Regions from separate parts of the Capsicum annuum genome. Here region 1 is linked to region 2. A link is a contact called in public Hi-C data. All regions are on one chromosome and are shown on one strand. Each heading gives the region's core, a stretch centred on a gene start, on an enhancer-like site or on the middle of the called end of the contact. The rest is flanking DNA. Distances are from core to core; before and after follow the strand shown.

Region 1 (3,037 bases), core at 482-2,981, 80 kb after region 2:
ATAAGAGATACATATAAAACTTAAACAAATAACAATAGATACAAGATATTGAAAAAAGTATCATGTATGTGTAAATATGTATCCAAGCCTGAAATTATCTAGATCTGAAATAACAAGAGATACATAAATCCACAATAACATAAAACCAAATATACAAAAAGCTTAAAATGTATCTATTATTTTACAGAATATGTATCCTTGGTATAAATATTTGAGTTAAACAAAAAATAGTGTGAGATACCTACAAAACAACCTCGTACACAATATATATATCTTAAAGCTTACTAACATGTATCTTTGATATGCCTATTTCACTAAAACTTAAAAAATAAGAGATACAAATAATAACAAAAACAGAGAACAAGAGATACAAGATATTGCTCAGAAGGTCTCCATAGATCTTGAATTTTTATTTTGAGATAATGATGCACAATTTTTTTCCAAGAAACTTCATTCGAGTTCGTAAAAATCCAACATGTCATTCAAATGTCTCATTCTACTTACCAAAAAAAAAAATGGCGATACATTATGAGTGAAAATCATTGAAACTGCAGAACAAAAGAGCGGCGTTGGTTCAATATCTCCCATATTAATCATGGAAAAGATATTTCCCCTTATGTATAAAGGGGTAAATTTACCCTTTTCCTTGTTTTCTTTAGCAAATTGAGGTTCAGATTTATGTTATGATAAGGCAAAGGAGAAGACAACCAAGCCATTGCTGTAATACACGATTGCATGTGTGAGAATGTGTCTCAATCACTGGTCATACAGGGTTGTCAAATAAAAATACGGGTTGGTTATCTCCATAGACCGAAACAATATAGACTGAAAAAACGATAATCAAAGACTTTGTTCACCAAATATTACCAAAAAATCACTTTGTAAAAACAGTGCCAAATTATTGATTTTTGAAAAAAAAATTGGCAAATAAGATTAGAAGAAATTGAATATGATTTTATTGAAAAAATTTACCTTAATTCAAAAGTTAGAATTAGAGGAAAACATGGGATTGAAACTGCCGCTAAAATAATAGCATAGAATAAGGAGGAAAACCATTCTTAATTTAGTAAAGTAAGGGAGTAGAATAAGGGGTATTTAACATGTATCTCAACCTTTAGTAAAAGTAGTAAATATTAAAAAATTTATAATATTTTTAAAGTGGAGAGATTTTTAGTAGTTTTGTAACTTAAGTTGTTGTTTTAGATAATTTTTCCTAAATAGAATCAGCTCCACAGCTATTTTCTCCAATAAAAGCAATTCTCAACTCCTTCAGATTAGGAAATCCGATAATTTTGGAACATATATATTGATTTTCCTATTCTCACCAATAAGCCGAAGTACTAAGACTTTGTTTACATCCTTGATCGAAAGCGTAACCATCTCTCCGCTTGAAAAAAATAAATTTCTCGCTAGAGCCTGTAGACTAACTCTTGTTAAAGCCACTCTCGATGCTCATTACCAGTACCCCATTCAATTATTTTTGCTCCCTTCTAAAGTCTATAAGAACATTGATAAGATTGAGAGGGACTTTCTCTGTTGTTCCACCCCTAACAAACGTAAACTCTACTACATTAATTGGGCCACTCTGACAAAATTTATTAATGAGCGGGTTTAGGTATTCATTCTCCATGATCATCTTCCGATCAAAGATTATCTTCACAAGTTTAACATAGTCACTAATAATCTTGCTAGTTTTGCCCAAATTCTATTGAAACCTCTCGCCATCTGTTCCTTGATTGCAGGATCTCTGTGTTTTTGGAGTCATTACAATATTATCCACTTTCTCCCCTCCCACTCTTATTGGCTTATTGAACTAACTCAATCAGTAAATATGACTTACCCCCTTCTTAACTGGGAAACTTTCTTCTTTTTTGCCCTTTGGAACATTTGGCTAAATCGGAATAATAACATCTTCCATAATAAATCTGTCCAAGTCCCTCATCTCCATGTCAACTCCAAAGTGGTGGAATTCATTTTCTCTAATAACTCCAACCCAAAGGACATGTATGTGCGCTCAATTTAAATCAAATGGATTGTCCAGCCTCCAGGTCACTTTAAACTAAATTTCGATGAAAGTTTTCAGGCATCCACTAATACATGTGGCATTAGAGGCAGAAGCGAATTTAAGATTTTAAGCTTGTGGGTTCCAATAAGATAAATATTATACCAAAAGAAATTAAAAATAGTCATACCAAGGGGATTCGAACTAAGGTATAAGTATAGCATATGAAAACTTCATCAAGTCCGGTTTGAACCGCTAAGCCAACTAACAATTTTGCTGGTGGGTTTCTCACCTATAATTTTTATATATTTAACACATTTTTAATATAATTACACCGTATATGAAAATGTTTGGGGGTTCCCGGGAACCTCCTCCACCAATGCTAAATCAGCCTCTGATTAGAGGTGTCATCCGAAATAATCAAGGTAGTAGATACTTGGTTTTGCCTCTGAAGCTGATATTATCAACTTCACTGAGATGGAATTTAAAGCATCACTTCAGGGTCTTATCCTAGCTTCTCAACACCAGTGCATTCCTCTGGAGATTGATACATACTGCACAAATATCCTTCATATCTTAAATAATCACTCATTACCTTTATATAGTGATATATCTCATTAATGCAGGTTTTGGCTAAAGAAGTTGGGGAATCTACAGATTCACACGCTTTTAGGGAAGCTAATAATGTGGTACATGTTTTGGCTCGGGTGATCTACTAGCTTTACTCCGACTAGTTCTTCTACTACTAATCCATTATTGTTTTTAAACCAACTTGTTTGGGTTGCGTCAGTTCTGCAACTGGATAGAGAACAAGCTACTACCATCAAACTTCTCTCCTCATGCTTGTAATACGGATTTATTGTTTAATAATGATTAGCTAATTACATCTCATATAGAGAGATCAAGATTCTCATTTTCTAAATGATCAAATACATCAAGAAGATCGATAAAATTCCCCTTTCATAAAATGATCCACAAAACCCTTCTTTCATGAAGATCAAATTCAAATCTTCCAACCTTGAGAAATACATTAAT
Region 2 (3,176 bases), core at 181-2,680:
GAAAGAAAATTTGACAAATGTAAGCTAATCTATATAATCCTGAGCACCTAATAGATAAAATACACCGTCGTGATGAACTAAAACCAACATCATTAAAACAAGATCTAATAACTGAACTAGTACAAAAAACATACGCAAATTACAATCCCAGATGCACAGAGAAATCATAAACTTTACCTCCTCAATCAACAAAAAAGGGTAGAAACTTTACACGAAGATCATAAACCATGAACTCTAACAAACATCATAAAACAAGCTCTAATAAATCAATCCAAACGCGCAAAAAAGTCAAAAAATTTACCTCCTCAATCAACAAGGGAAGGGAGAAACTTTAAGACAACGTCATAAAACATGAACTCAAACAAACCGCATTAAAACAAGGCTCTAATAAATCAATCCAAACGCGCAAAATAGTCATAAAATTTACCTCCTCAATTAACAAGAAAAGATAGAAACTTAAAACCGGCATCATAAACCATGGAAACTCAAACAAACACCATTAAAACAAGCTCAAATAAATCAATCGAAACGCGCAAAAAGTCATAAAATTTACCTCCTCAATTAACAAGAAAAGGTAGAAACTTTAAACCAACATCATTAAAACAAGCTCTAGTACAAAAAAAAAAAAAAATAAGCAAATTACAATCCCAAAAGTGCAATAAAGTCATAAATTATTTACCTCCTCTATCGACAAGAACGAAAACGGGCATACCACCAGGCTTAGTTTTAAAAGAAACATCAACATCTGCAAAATTCTTGCAAGATTTTTGATTAGCTTTAGGATAAACAACAGTACCAACCATTGTTCCTCCATATTGTGGTACCCCAAAATTCCCAATTGCACATTCATACACATCTTTAATTGAGTCTGGTGAAGTTACTCTCAAGCTGTTTTTCTCCACAACAAATCTACCCAAACAAGATTCAAATACAAGAAACCAAACAAACATCAAAAACCCTAGCTTTGCCCTCATTTTCAGCAAAAATGAGACAAATATGACAACGACCCAGATCAAGAAAATTCAAAATTAAGGTCTAGGAGCTATCAAACCTACAAATTTTACATGAAAATCAGATCTTGATGGTAGATCAAGAAAACTCATGTATTGGTGATCAAGGTAAAAAAGAAAAAAGAAAAACACCTTTATTGTAGACTTAGGAAGAGATTTTTGAGGAGACTATATATTAGAACCTTAATTAAGGAGGAAGGAAAAAAACAACAATAATTTAAAATAGTGGAAAAGCTACAGATTCAACGTGAAAACTGTGCTGAAAGTGATGAAATATTTTGTATGAGAGTCGAGAGACAAATTGTCAGGATGGTACTTTCATATACAGTAATCTGCCACATTGATACAATTGTGGGATTTTTATACTGATAATATTTGATCCATTTATTATTACTTGTTCATTTTAAATTTTGCATCTCATGAAATAATGATCAATCCAGACAAGTTATTACTAATATTCATATTAATTAACATAAGTTTTAAGAAATAATTTGGAAAACTGGTACTTATGATGAGCCTAAAAATTTAAATGATTTGTTTTAATGTATTAAAATGATAAATAAAATAAAAATATATTTTAAAATAATGAATAAGTAATAACATTCACTTCTATTCAAATCAAATGAATTTTAGAGACGTGTCTTTTTTTGTTTACACATTTCTCAGCAAAATATTAATTAAATAATAAGTTAATTAAATTATTGTTATTTCTTATTTTTTCCATTTAATAGGGTACTTTTTTACATCATATTTATAATTTAATTGTACATAGAAAAGAAACAAATAACTATGGACAATTTATTTTTAATAATATTCACAAGTAAAATAATCTAGAGTACATCTAAAAGGTAGTCAATTTTTTCTTAAAATGAGCGATAGTTGAAAAACTTCATTACAGAGAAGGATAATACTGAAAAAATAATTAATTATATTTTTGTACTTTAAAATTAATCATTTTAAGAGAATCAAAAATACATTTATTTTAAATCGATAAAAGTAATACCAGAAAGTCTTCAACAACAAAAGGAAAACGGTTTAATTGCCACAAAAATAAGTACCATCATTAGAAGCACAAAAGTTACTACTCCTACGTAAACATTGGACCTTTTCTTCCTTTTTTGAAGGGGTGAAAATCGTTTCCCCCGAAAGTCTGTTTTCGAAATCAGCTTACCCGAACTATCAACAATAATCAAACTTTTCTTTTTTTTTGTTTCATGCAATATATTTTGTTCTTATAATTTTAATTCTATATTTATGTAATATCTTTTTATATTATATGTAATGAATATTTTTTTAACATGGATATTTATACTATTTTATTTAAATTTATTAACTTTATAAGTAAATTAATATTTTTTATAAATTTATCACAAAATTCAATATTATTTTTTAAGATCGTTATTTTGGTATTATATTTATTAAAGAATCGTTTGGTGTGAGGTATAACTATAATAATTCAGAGATAAAGTTCATGATTATTTATCCTGCATTTAATTAGATGTATTAGGTAGTGTCAAAATTATTTATCGCACCATTTATATCACAGTGATGAGATAAATTATCACACATACATGTTAGTACAACTTATTTTGTAATAACTAATTCTGAGATAACTTGTTTCCAAACAACTCACCCCTAAATGTGTATATATACATATGTATGTACATGCATATGCGTATATTTTCGTATTTAATCGCTCTCTTACTAAATTCGTTTCGTATTACTTAACTTTTTGTTGATATAACACAATCCTTAAGTAAATTTTACTTAGAGGTATATTTTGCTAAATTAACCTTATTAATAATAATTTGAAACTTTAAAAAAAAATTTAATTTTTTTTTTTGGTTAGAGAAACTTTAATTTAACACTAAATGATAGAAAAAAATATAAATTGAGTAGATAAATTAATACTTTTATTTTAGTATGAGGATCAAGTGATAAGAAACGATATTATCTATTGTCTATATCAGTAAATAAGTTGTGATTGTCATTAATAGCATATTACATATTTTATAATTTATATAAATAATATAATCTTTAAGATTTGACCTTATTTTTATTCGAGAAAAACATCTAGTACCCCCGAACCATGACCAAATTTGCTACGACACACGTCAACTTCACGGGGGTCCTATTACCCCTTAAACTAAATTTTAGCGTATTTTT

What was found. Hi-C and Micro-C count contacts between places; a contact is called where the count stands out from the background.
Region 1: a contact with region 2 is called in a Hi-C map of leaf, with 4 times the contacts expected there. The contact joins the enhancer-like site here to the promoter of LOC107845921 in region 2. A contact is called at or near these places in 3 of 5 Hi-C or Micro-C datasets (bud and leaf).

The regions. Positions count from the first base shown.
Region 1 is chr10:144,926,885-144,929,921 of UCD10Xv1.1, forward strand. No RefSeq gene overlaps it. Among protein-coding and RNA genes, the nearest start is that of LOC107845922, 19 kb to the right of the region's middle. Within about 2 kb of position 1,732, at least 4 of the 5 cell types and tissues checked have an H3K27ac peak or open chromatin away from gene starts, as enhancers often do. A contact at or near this core is called in bud and leaf, where this site is marked.
Region 2 is chr10:144,846,741-144,849,916 of UCD10Xv1.1, forward strand. It overlaps LOC107845921 (vacuolar-sorting receptor 1), which reads right to left and starts at 1,431. Exons shown (of 12, transcript XM_016690433.2): 1 at 680-1,431. The coding sequence starts at 974.